Linked DNA regions of Hordeum vulgare: region 1 is linked to region 2. The links are chromatin contacts, called in public Hi-C maps. All regions are on one chromosome and are shown on one strand. Each heading gives the region's core, a stretch centred on a gene start, on an enhancer-like site or on the middle of the called end of the contact. The rest is flanking DNA. Distances are from core to core; before and after follow the strand shown.

What was found. Hi-C and Micro-C count contacts between places; a contact is called where the count stands out from the background.
Region 1: a contact with region 2 is called in a Hi-C map of seedling, with 2.1 times the contacts expected there. The contact joins the enhancer-like site here to the promoter of LOC123449859 in region 2. A contact is called at or near these places in 2 of 6 Hi-C or Micro-C datasets (leaf and seedling).

The regions. Positions count from the first base shown.
Region 1 is chr4H:593,254,938-593,261,602 of MorexV3_pseudomolecules_assembly, forward strand. No RefSeq gene overlaps it. Among protein-coding and RNA genes, the nearest start is that of LOC123449859, 49 kb to the left of the region's middle. Within about 2 kb of position 1,879, at least 3 of the 3 cell types and tissues checked have open chromatin away from gene starts, as enhancers often do. A contact at or near this core is called in leaf and seedling, where this site is marked.
Region 2 is chr4H:593,204,987-593,211,427 of MorexV3_pseudomolecules_assembly, forward strand. It overlaps LOC123449859 (ABC transporter C family member 13), which reads right to left and starts at 4,366. Exons shown (of 11, transcript XM_045127211.1): 1 at 2,719-4,366; 2 at 2,317-2,637; 3 at 2,151-2,237; 4 at 1,252-1,926; 5 at 988-1,152; 6 at 309-603; 7 at 1-157. The coding sequence starts at 4,287.

The DNA of each region.
Region 1 (6,665 bases), core at 629-3,128, 47 kb after region 2:
TGAATAGGATCTGGTGCAGATGGAGGCTTGGGAGAAAAGTATATCTTTGTGGGGCCCACCATAACTAGCTTCAATTAGCATCTCTCAAAAGAATAGGTTTTATGGATTAGTTGCAATCTAGCTTAAACTAGCTCTCATGTTTGTCCATAGATCCAAACCGGGCCATAGTAGTCTAGCCAAATATAAGAGCATCTCTAGTATTCTCCGTAAACTGGTTAAATCCGTAAAAAAACCGAGGTGTTTATAGTTTCGGTCGGAAAAACGACGTGGAGCGGACCCCGTAAAACTTGTTCGATCCGTAAATTTTTTAAGGGGCACGGTAAATCCATCCGTGAAAACCTTATATGTGCAATTTTGGAGGCATTATATAGTTCAATCCGTAAACTGATCAAACCTCGTCGAAGCAAACGCGCTGCCGCGGAACTGGTCGAAATCTACCCGAAACACCGAAATCCGTCGTCGCATGTTAGAAGAAGTCATCCCACGTCTGAATTTGTCGCGCTGGTTTGAATTGCGGCCAGCTTGACCTCCACTGCCGAGACGAGGTCGTCCACGGGCAGGATGGAGGAGGCGAGCGGAAGCCTGAATCAGGGCGAGGCGGCACCGAAGAAGAGTGTGGCAGGGTGGGGGAGCTCGTGCGGCCACGACGGGAAACTTACGCGCAGCGTCAGGGAGTGACGAGCTCAATCAGGGACGGGGAGTGCTGACCTCAATCGGGAGCGAGCGACGCAGGGCTCCTCCACTGAATGCATGGTCGGGAATAGGTGGCGCCAGGACGAGGCGGGGGCGAGGCGGACGGCGCCGGGGCGCTAGGGCGAGGCACGCTATGACCGGAGACAACTCGTTGGGACGAGAGGAAAAAATGAAAAAAAGAAGATAAAATGAAATACAATTTTATTTACTGAATTTGTTCTATCCGGAACAATTTCACATCGTGAAAATGATTGACAATGTTCATTATACGCATTTAAAGTCGGTTTTTACACGATGTGGTAGAGATGCTTTAGGACCCGTTCTTTTGATAGTTTTTATAATAAGCTGAAATAAGTTATTCCTATCCAGCTTATTCTAAAAGCTCAATCAAATTTATCATTTTAAAAACCCACTAATTAAAACTTGATTAGTAGGCTTCTAGAAAAATATAGAGACAATTTATTCTAGAAGCCCAAAAAACTATCAAAAGAACTGCCCTTCATACCGTTGCCGCCCGCAATCCAAAGCACCCGTTGCTTGTAAAGCTGAAAGAAAGCCTGCAAAGCTATTATTTTGGACTGCAAAAGGCGCGCAAAGCTAGTAGAGGGCACGTCCCCCTCAAAAATAAAATAAAAAAACTAGAAGAGGGCACGTGTGGGGCTGCATGATGGACTGATGTGCGGGTGACAAAGCGTGAGCCAGAGTAGACCACCAGCTAGGTAGCTACGCGGGCCAACCGAGCAGGACTGCTGCTACCCTGCCCCGGAAAAGGGCCATGCCCACCAGAGTTGCCGGGTGGGTCAAGAGGCGCACGCACGGCACGGCACGGCACGCAGCTGGCGCCGACTTCCGACGTGGACCGCTTACAGGAATCAGCAACGGACGATGGCGACATGGTCGACGAGTGATGTGATGATGTTTACGGCGAGAGAGCAATTTGGGTTGGGAGCATGCATTAACCTGGCCCGGACGAGCAATATATCAGTCGTTCTTAATGATGCATTACATAATGTTTTGCAATAATTGCCCTGTTTTGGTCCACTGTAGTAAGTAAGTAGTAGGAGTATCGCATTGCCCGTGCAGCATGCAACCAGAATTATTTAGGTAGTGCAACCAAAGGGAAATGTCTGAATAGATATGACGAAAACGGGCGTGTTTTCATGCTAGTACTAGTCACAACGAGGAAATCCGCAATCCACTGTGCAGTTTCCTTGCCGGGGAAGCGGTTTGGTTTCACGTCGGTCCCAAGAGGTGCGGTGCAAATTGGCCTTTTTGTGTTTCGTCGTTGCCGGCATCGCTCTCTAGCGGTTTCAACGCCCACGTACCCATCATTACGTAGCTACGGGCCAAAACCGTGACATTTTTACGCCGCCCAACAAAATCCCGTCAGTTTTTCACAGCTACGTGTGATAGCATCTCTTCATCAGTTATTAAATACTAGTAAGCTTGCACGTGCAATACACGTCTTGAATAATATATATTTTTATTATATTTTAATAATGATGTAATAATCTATTAACCATTTTAAATACAAATATTGACACATTTTATAATAACTACACCAAACATGCTCCTTTCTAAAATTTAAAGTTATATGTACTCTAAGTCTGTTACCATGTCAATATAAACATGATACATTTCTAAACATCTAAAAAGTGCAACAATGCAAATATGTGGTATTGGGTGAAGTGCAACAATATTTTTTTTTAAAAAGAAATGGGTTAATTAGAACATGAAAAGTATTTCTAGTCGTTCTTGTGGCGTGCCACCAAATCTGCACATTTCATGTATAAATTATCTAGGTACGAGAGACCAAATGTCCGCCTCCCAAAGTCTAACCAGAGACCAATCAAATACACAAAAAGGATCCCGGAATTAATAAAGTTCCAACATATAATCTTGTCCATCATTTTTTGCATTATATGTTAATACAAAATTTACAACGTTATGTATTACAAAATTAGTTTTTTATAAAAATGATGATAAACTTTTACCTAACAAATTTTATATACTCTCTTTTCTCATAAAACAGTCTGAAGCTCATTTGTTTGTCACGAGCCAAATTTAAACTGCGCTATTAATATCCCATCTATTTAATAATGGGTGTAATAGTTCGTAACCAATCAATGCGCAATACATGATAACATCACACTACAATATTGATGCATGCACCAGCATGGAAACGGCAAGGACAGTCAAGCAAGAGATAGCAGTGCCAAAAATAGCCATATTTAAAACTACTCTTATCGTGAAGATCCCCCAAATATACAACCTATTAGCCGAATCACCTCTTGCTCCTTCGGTAGAAATCGCCTTCCCTTCTACATTTTCCCATCTCATCCCTGCAACATCTTCTTTTTGTGAGGTATCTCAACAGGAGCTTCAACAACATGACAGATGTTATCCCTAAATGTCCGAGAAAAAGATTTATGTTCCGAAAATTTGGAAAACAGAGCAAAAGATAAATAACAATATGCAAGATAAAAAAATAATTAGTATAACAAAAGAAATGTCACTAGTGGAAAACGGGCCTTTGGCCGGGACCCTTTAGTCCCGGCCTGCCTCTGGGCCGGGACTGAAGGCCCGGCCACGTCGCCCCAATTCTCAATGCCTCCCTCGAGGCTTTAGTCCCGGCCCGTAAGGAGCCTTTAGTCCCGGTTCGTGTCCCAAACCAGGACTAAAGGGCTACGCGGCGGGCAGTGGTGGTGGCAACCGTTCGTATCCCCCTTTAGTCCCGGTTGGTGGCTCAACCGGAGACTAAAGGCCTAACACGTGGCCTGCCGTAGTGGTGGCAACCGTTGGTATACCTCTTTAGTCCCGGTTGGTGGCTCAACCCGGGACTAAAGGCCCAAACGGTTTGCATCCCGCGCCGTTTCGGGTGATGAAAAGCACGAACCGAAGCAGAGTCGCCATTTCTCTGTTCTTCTTCCTCTCTCGCTTCCCCTCTCTTTGTTCTTCTCCTCTCTTCTTCCCTTCTCTTCTTCCACCATGCCAACTCGCTTTGAAGAGGTGCTCGCACATGGCACGACCATGCTCGATGTCGTGTACACGAACGAGAGCAGGGAGATGCCGTTTTTTCTTGAACAGTTGAAGGAACGATGGCTTGACGCCGCAATGGATCATGAGAAGTTCTTGGGGCTTGATCTCGAGTACACGGCCGATCAACGCGGTGTTGCCGTCATCCAACTATGCTTCGCACACCATGTCTTGATCTTCCAATGGGCGAGGTAAGTTTTGAGGCTTTCTTTGATCCAGGATAATGACATTGAAGTTTATTTGTTTCAATCATAGTTGGTTCCCTTCAAATAGTTGTAATGAAACAATTTTGATTAGTTGAAGGGGAACACAATCTAATTGGAATAGTGTTCCATAATCTGAAAAATCGTATTAGAATCAACTAGTGTTTAATATGTTCCATTGGAATCATAGTTGGTTCCCTTCAAATAGTTGTAGTGAAACAATTTTGATTAGTTGAAGGGGAACACAATCTGATTGGAATAGTGTTCCATAATCTGAAAAATCGTATTAGAATCAACTAGTGTTTAATATGTTCCATTGGAATCATAGTTGGTTCGCTTCAAATAGTTGTAGTGAAACAATTTTGATTAGTTGAAGGGAACACAATCTGATTGGAATAGTGTTCCACAATCTGAAAAATCTGATTGGTTCAATATGTTCCATTGAAATCATAGTTGTAGTGGTACAATTTTATGCGGTGTTCTTTGATCCAAGGTTATGAAAATTGCATATATCTAGTGATCTCTCTAGGTTCCATTGGATAGCAATATGATATGTCATAGTCATGAAAATTGCATATAGCCAGTGATCTCTCTAGGTTCCATTGGATAGCTATAGTGATCTCTCTAGGTTCCATTGCATATGTTCTATTTGAATCCTAAAGATAATTTTCTCTTTAGTTGTAGTGAAACATGTTTCCTTATTGCAGCAGTATGTAACATTTGTTCCATTTTAATTTGTTTCTGTTGCAGTAGTGACAAGCATTGTCCAGAACTCATGGACTTCCTTCGCAGCGACATCGCTTTTGCTAGCGTTGATATAAGGAACGACAAGCTGAAGATGAGGTACAGCTTCGGTATTGAGATACCAACTGGTTGCCTCATTGATCTCCAAACGGTATTCAGGCTTCGACATGTCAGGACTTCGATGGCTCATATGGCAGTTGCCTTGATCGACGAGGAATATGGTGATATGAAGACCAGTTTCCCAAAGTCTCAGCACAAACTTTGGGAGAAGGACCCACTTGATCGTATCAACATTGAGTATGCAGCAAAAGATGCATACGTTTCATATGAGTTGTACCGCAAGATTCGAGTCGTCAACTATGGCCAGCGTCACCTCGAGGAAGGTGGACATTCTGATTCAGACGATTCAGATGAGTAGTGTTCTCAACGTCAAACACTTGTATATATATCTATGGTAGCTATTATTATGTACTGTTTGGACTAGTATCATGTACTGTTTGGACTAGTATCATGTACTGCTTGGACCAATTTATATATGTCTAGTTTCTGTTTGTGCCATTATAGTTTCCAAATTTGAATGGTTTAGCCCTTTCTAACTTCATTTGCTACTTTTGAATTGTTTAGCCCTTTCTAACTTCATGGTATCATGCATTTCGACCACATATATATACAAAAAGTCTTCAGTTCAAATAAGTTCAAAAAGTGAAATCCCTTTTGTAACAGATCTGTTTTTGATTAAAACAGTCATTTAAAAATGAAAGACCATTAGTCCCACGTGGCGTGCAGCGGAACCACGTGGCGTGCAGCGGAACCACTTTTGTTGTGGGGGTCGCTTTTTCTTCTTCTCCTTGTGCTAGATATTTGTTATGCATTAGGGAAAGAAGGAATAGCGACCATCATTGACGGTCAAAAAATCAGGTGAGGGGGTGTCCACCATACATGAGAGAAGAAGAATACCGACTGTTGTTGTGGGGGTTGCTTCTCCTTCTTCTCTTTGTGCTAGATATTTGTTATGCACTAGGGGAAGAAGGAGTAGCGACCATCATCGACGGTCGAAAAATCAGGTGAGGGAGTGTCCACCATACATGAGAGAAGAAGAATGTCGACTGTTGCTGTGGGGGGTCGTTTCTCCTTCTTCTCCTTGTGCTAGATATTGGTTATGCACTAGGGGAAGTAGGAGTAGCGACCATCATCGACGGTTGAAAAATCAGGTGAGCTAGTGTCCACCATATATGAGAGAAGAAGAATGTTGTCTCTTATTGTGGGGTCGCTTCTACTTCCAAAGAGATTGTCCATTTTGTACACGAAGTGCATCCAGTTTTTAACGTAACCCTCGCAACTTTCTCGCACATGCGATGTGGGTGAAATGATGATAGCATGCCAACTTTCAACATTTTCTGAGTTCATTGTAGTGCTTTTCGATTTCAGGGTCAACTAGCTCAAAAAAATAAGTAAATGCACGAAGAATACCAAATGAAGTCAGAAATTGTTGAAATTTTGTGATGTGCCTTTGAATGGTGCATTTTGAACACACAAAAAGTATGGAGTTCAAATAAGTTAAAAAAATGAAATCCCTTTGTAAGAGATGAGTTCTTGTTCGAAACCCTGATACTTCGAGAGAGATTGTCCGTTTTGTACACAAAGTGCATCCAGTTTTTGTCGTAGCCCTCTCAACTTTTTAACACATGCTATGTGGGTGAAATGATGATAGCATGCCAACTTTCAACATTTTCAGAGTTCATTTGTAGTGCTTTTCAATTTCAGGGTCAACTAGCTCAAAAAAAAAGTAAATGCACGAAGAATACCAAATGAAGTCAGAAATTATTGAAATTTTGTGATGTGCCTTTGAATGGTGCATTTTTAACACACAAAAAGTATGGAGTTCAAATAAGTTCAAAATAATGAAATCCCTTTGTAAGAGATGAGTTCTCGTTCGAAACCTTGATACTTCGAGAGAGATTGTCCGTTTTGTACACGAAGTTCATCCAG
Region 2 (6,441 bases), core at 3,116-5,615:
TTCTCTATAATCAGTGGTGCTTCACTAGGAATCTTGCAATACTGATAAATACGCTCAACAGAGATGATTCTGTTCTCTAATTTACAGAAGCTCAATATCCACCTTGACATCCGAGCATTTAAGTTGAGTCCATATGTGACAGCAAGCCCAGCCATGCCTATCAATTGGAAAGCTTGTTCAGATTGAGAAGCATATTTTATTGAAAAAATATGCAAGCTTTGTAGTGCGCCAAACAAATGAACTGTTGGGTAAAGCAAGATCATAAAATGCAAAAAAGAAGGGCATGTGAGGCAGCAGATAAGACATACTTGGTTCAATCGTTCCAGGAGGAAAGCTCACAAGTATTGCCATGCAGAAAGCAAACACAAAAGTCGAGAGCAATTCCATTCGCAGGCAGAGCCATTCAATAGCCGCAAGGCTGGAAAACAAAGGCCGAGCAAAACAATCAAGGAGGTAAAGATTTCTTTTCATGAATCTTTTCTCCTGGCCAAATCCTCTGATGGTAGCAGCACCAGCAATTGACTCGCTAAACAAATGGATCACAGGAGACTTCTGAACACTCAAAATCCTAGTCAGCTCCCTTGATGAAGCAATGTAATATCTCTGCAAGTTCATGGTAGCAAGTTTCAATACAGGCCTCGTGCTTTGAGAATGAGCTTACTTCACAGGTTTCAATATTTTCATGTTGAGCATATGCATCTGTTTTCTGGTTAACTGGCTAGTTAACTGACAGAGGCAGCCAAATTTGTGTGTACATAGTTCTTTTATCAATTCATTTAGGTGTAGCTACCCTTGCTATCTACTCCCTCCGTCCCAAAATAAGTGTCGTTGATCTAGTGCAAAATTTGTACTAATTTAGTACTAAATGTGCGACACTTATTTTCAGACGGAGGGAGTACTTTATTTGCATCACGATCTCCATTGAAGAAATTAAGGATCGCAGGTTAATTTCAGCACCAAAAGAAACCTGAAAGTTTAGCAATTTACCTGCATCCACATGCATGCCATAGCCATAGGAACTATAAGAAACAGAACTTGCCATGTGACTTTGCTCATGACAGCAACGATTCCAAGGAGTTGGATTGTTGTTGATGCAAATCCCCCTAGCCTGAATGCTATATCAAGGTCCACAACACTTTGATCTACAGAAACCTGATATGAAGTATGATTGAAGAAGTTTAGGAGCAAATTAGAAAAGCAGCACACGGGTGTCAAATAGAAATTAGGAGCAAGAGCATGATCTAAACTTACTCGATTCAGAATCCGTCCAGATGGTGTAGTATCGAAGAATGACATTGGCGCCCGAAACACACACCTTAGCATTTTTATAAATAATTTCTGAGCAGCTGCTAAACCAAATGTAGCTACAAGAAGGCTTCTCACAAACACAAACAATGAACTCCCAAAAGCAAGGCACATATAAACAACAAGAAGGACCACGCTACTTGTCTTAGGTGTATCTCCTTCTGTTTGTGGGTTTGCCCATGCCATCCACCAGTTACTGGCAATCTGAAGAACTTGGAACAGGGTTTGCGCCAAGACAATGAGCGGTATCAGTGAACCTTTGTAGGCTTCCCCCATGTATGTCAAATAAACATTTAAGCTAACTCTTCCTCGCTCCCTCTCCTCTTCCTGAACAGTACGCTTCTTCTTACGTTCTTCACTCTTTTTTTTGTCCTTAATTCCACGTGTATTAGATGACTTCCCATTTTCAGATACTTTATTTTTCAGGTTATCGATATTGCTAACACTTGGTATCAATCTTTTGTTAGGAACAGAAGGAGCAATATCTCCATCAGAATCTTCGCCAAAATCCATGGTCTCGATAGCTTCATTATGAGCAGAAACCAGAGCATTGAAATCGGTTCCAGCTTGGAGAAGATCATCATATTTTCCAGCTTGGGTGATACGACCATCCTTAAGAACCTGTGTCATGATTAAAAAAAGCACAAATGAGTGATCAAGGGCCCATTAATCTATGAACAGTCTAATGAGTAGAAGTTTCATGAAGAATCTGATTTGTTATTGTCATCAAGAAACAAACACGTCGAATTGAACAACTTAATAGGCTGATAGAAATTTGAAACAGCATATCCATGTACATTAGCCACTAAAATGTAGTGCTTAGATTGTGAGAAAAATGTTATTACCAATATCAAGTCAGCAGCTGGTAGGAACTCGACTTGATGGGTTACATAAATTACTGTTTTGCTAGCTAGTGCCCCCAATATATAGTCCTGCAGCGCAAAACCCAGACATGTTATGAAACAGAAGCACCTTTAAAAAAATAGGATAAAAGGCAACATCGGCACCGACCTTAAATAGATCACTTCCAGTATGAGCATCAACAGCACTGAAGGGGTCATCAAGCAAATAAATATCAGCATCTTGGTACAGTGCTCTCGCAAGCTGCACTCTCTGTTTCTGACCTCCACTCAAATTAATGCCTCTGTCGCCAATGATGGTCTGATCTCCATACTGGAGCAACTGAAGATCTTTCTTCAGGGAGCAAGCCTCGAGTACTCTCTTATAACGCGGTCTGTCCATTGGAGTGCCGAAAAGAACGTTCTCCTCAATATTTCCAGACTGAATCCAGGCAGTCTGAGAAACATATGCTGCTGTACCACTGACCCTAACCTGGATAAGGAGCAGAAGGAAAATGTAATTAAGCCGTCATTCAAGTTAGCATCAACTCTTTTCTTTTATGCATGTACTTACTTGGCCAGACAGCCTGGGTATCTCCCCAAGTATAGAGGACAATAGACTTGATTTGCCAGAACCAATCACACCACAGACTGCTACTCTCATGCCTCTTACCACACTAAGTTGTATACCATAGAGTGTAGGGGTTGAGCAAGATGGGTTCCAAGAGAAATTGCCATCCCTGATATCGATTGCCTTGTCTGTACTGCCCTGTGGAACACTTATTGTTGCATCATCCGGCAGCTCTTCTTGCCGCAAGAAGTGAGACAACCTGTCCAAAGACACCCTCGTCTGAGCTATCATGGAGATGAGATCAGGGAAATTCCTCAGAGGCTCTTGAAGGATCCTAAAAGTTGCTAAAGCAGAGAGAACACCTCCGGCAGTGAGCTCGCCACCAAGCAATATACAGGTGCCGAAAGTTATGACCGAGACAAAGATTGGCGAGCTCCAGAAAACAAACGTAACTGCGGCCTGTGAATACAAAGCCCACTTGAGCCACCTGCATTCAACGTTCCTCATCTCTTCAAGCATTATCCTGTACCGGTCCTCCCACGCCTGCAACTTGAGAATTCTCATACTCTTCAAGCACTCTGCAGTCTTGCGCATACGCTCATCCTTTGCTGCCATTAGCTTATCTTGGTAGTGCTCCTGCAGCTTCGCCACAGGAACCGAGGCAGCAATCGACAGCGCAGTGGCTATCAATGTCGAAACGGTGGCGATCCCGACATTCTTGTAAAGGATGGCGAGCGCAAGGATGATCTGCAGTGGAAGCATCCATATGTCATGAAAGTACCATGCATAGTCCCCCACCCGCTGCACATCAACGGCCATGTAATTCACAATCTCACCGCTCGTATGGCTCTGCTTTGAGGCATTCGACAGCCTGAGGCCCTTCCTGTACACCATGGCCGTCAGGCCGGACTTGACATGGATCCCCATGACGTCCACGCCCAGGTACCACTGGCGAGCAGTGAGCGTCTCAATCAGCTTTGATACGAAAAATACGGAGGCAAGGATGTAACCTTCATGGGGGAATGCAATTTTGCCACTGAGGTAGTCCACAAAGTAGCTGATCAGGTAGGGGCCGACATAGGACACGACGGTGTTCACCGCGGCGAAGCAGCCGTTGATGGCCGCCTCCCGCCAGAAGGACTTGAGTATTGCCCATGCCAGCGATGGCTCCTTGTCAGGGCACTCGATCCGCTGGCGCTCATAGTGACTGCTCATGGCCTTGTAGCAGAACTTGGCACGATCCTTGTGAGCCAGCAAGGGTATGTCAGCCAGCTCCAGCGGCCTCTTGGCCCCAACCGAGAGCAACGGGCTGAGCCATGAGAGCGTTGCGAGGCTGAGAATCCCGGCATCCCCGTAGGGAGTCACCCGGAGGCAGCCGGGCTCCTCCTCGGCATCTCTGCGCTGGCCGCCGAGCAACAGGGGCTCATGGACACCGGTGTCATCATCACTAAACTCCAACTCGACACCGCTGGAACCCATGACACCAACCAAGCAGAGGAAGCCGAGGGCCGGCAGCGACGCGAAGTTGGCGACCATGTGCGCGTAGTCCACATCATGGTCGGCGCCGCCCATGAGGCGCCTGGAGTCTTCGAAGGCGATGGCGACGGAGAGCGCGAAGGCGAGCACCCACCAGACCCGCACGAGCGCCGGGAACCTGCCGCGGCCGCCGGCGCGCGCCCGCAGCGCGAGCGCCAGCAGGGCCGCCCAAGCCAGCGCCTGCACGGCCGGCAGCAGCAGCGCCTCGGCCTCGACGGGCGGCGCCGCGACCGCGGCCTCGTAGCTCAGCGCGGCGAGCTGCGCCAGCAGGGCGTAGCCGCAGCAGGCGAGGGCGGCCCTGAACCACACGCCCGAGGAGGCGGCGAGGGGCGCGTCGGCGAGGGCCCCATCGACGGCGGGGGGGCGGGGCGGCTTGAGGCAGGAGGCGCAGCGCGAGGCGAGGGCGCGGGCGCCGCGGAGGAGCAGGAGGAGGAGCGCGAGGGCGAGCAGCGCGGCGTGCGCGGCGGCGGCGGCGGCCTCCGTGAGGGGGAGGGTGTGGTGGCGGAGGCGCGGCATTGGGTGGGGGTGGGGGGGATCGGGGGCGTCAGGAGGAGGGGGAGGGGGGCGGCGAGGGGTTTAAAAGGCATCGGGGGCCTCCCACCCGGCCACGGTGCGGTTGCGGTGGCAGGGGGTGGTGGGGGCGGGCGCGGCCGCTCGCGGGAGAGCTCAGGCGGCGGGCGGCGGGCGCAGATGGGAACAAAGGAGGGTTTTTTGGCCTCTTCCGGCTCGCCGGACGAGGCGGGTGACGGGGGAGATTCGGTGGATTTTCCCCCGTCTAAATGCAGCAGTAGCCGCAGCAGCAGCGGCAGCGCACGGATGAAAGAAGGAAGGAACGAACTCGGTCCCGTCCGTCCCGTGCCCGCCCGTCTCCTGCTACGTGTGCGCGGTCCTTCTTCCCCGATCCACCTCGTCGGCGCTGCGTGTCCGCGCGCCCGTGCCGCGTGGGGGGCCGGAGGGATGCGGTGACGGTGAGGAGTAGGTGGGATTTGGGGGGGCGGCGGTGGGAGAGGGGAGAGGGTAGGGGGCGTGTTGGTGTTGGTGCGATTTTCCACTGCGGAGGGGACGGTTTCGGGGTTGCAGACGGGACGAGGCGGCATTTATAGACACGGCGTACAGAGGAAGAAGGAGAGTTGCGGGTGGGTTTTTCTTTTTCCTCTTGCCAAGAAAACATTTTCTTTGGGTCTTCCTTCATATTGCCCATACGTGTACTCGCTCTGTAACCTAATATAAAGAGGTTTAGATCACTATTTTAGTTATCTATAAACGCTTTTATATTAGTTTATAGAGGGAGTAGATGTTATAGGAGTCTTGATACACGTCTCGTATGGTGTGCAAGAGAAATAGACTGTACGTCTACGCCTGGACAAACAGTTAACGTCCACACGTCCGGACTCCTGCCTCGCAGCCCGTGCGTTCGACCTGTCACCTCGCGGTCCCGTGTGCCTTGGGCATGACAGTTGTCATGGTTGCTGAACCGTGTCAATTGTTTGATTAATTGTAGTTGTCATGTCTGAACAATTATAATTACCATGGTTGCTCAACTGCAGTCGTTATATTTGAACAACTGCATTGTCATGTAACACTAGAAAGACATGACAACTGACAGACGTGTTGACGCGCGACGGCAGTTGCACCGAGTTGTCATGTAACGCTGAAAAAGACATGACAACTGACAGGCGTGTGGGCGCACGACGGCAGTTTCATTCTGTTGCCATGTAATGGAAAAGACATGGCAACTGACAGGTGTATGGGCGTGCGACGGCAGTTCCATTCGGTTGTCATGTAACATTGAAAAAACATGGCAACTAACAGACGTGAGGGTGTGTGGGCGCGACGTCAGTTCCACCACACGTAGTGTTGGCAGCCGCGGGATTTGCGTGCGTGAAACAGATGTGTGAGTAAACTGATAGACGTTCACACACCATTCCTTCCTACATAACATAAAATTTATCAAAAACTGTCAAGATTCGTTTAAACACGCATGAACGGTGAGTGGGCGAGTTACAAAGCACCCACACCTATAGGCAATATTTTTTCCCTTTCTTTTTGTTTTCGGGGATACTAGGAGTATTTATTACTCGATCTAGTCTGGCGGACAATTGTTCCTTTCGCCGCTGCACGTGAACGCACGCATCATCAGAAAGAGTGTACTCGTATTCGCATCCTTGGAAAAAGAGAAAAAATATTCTA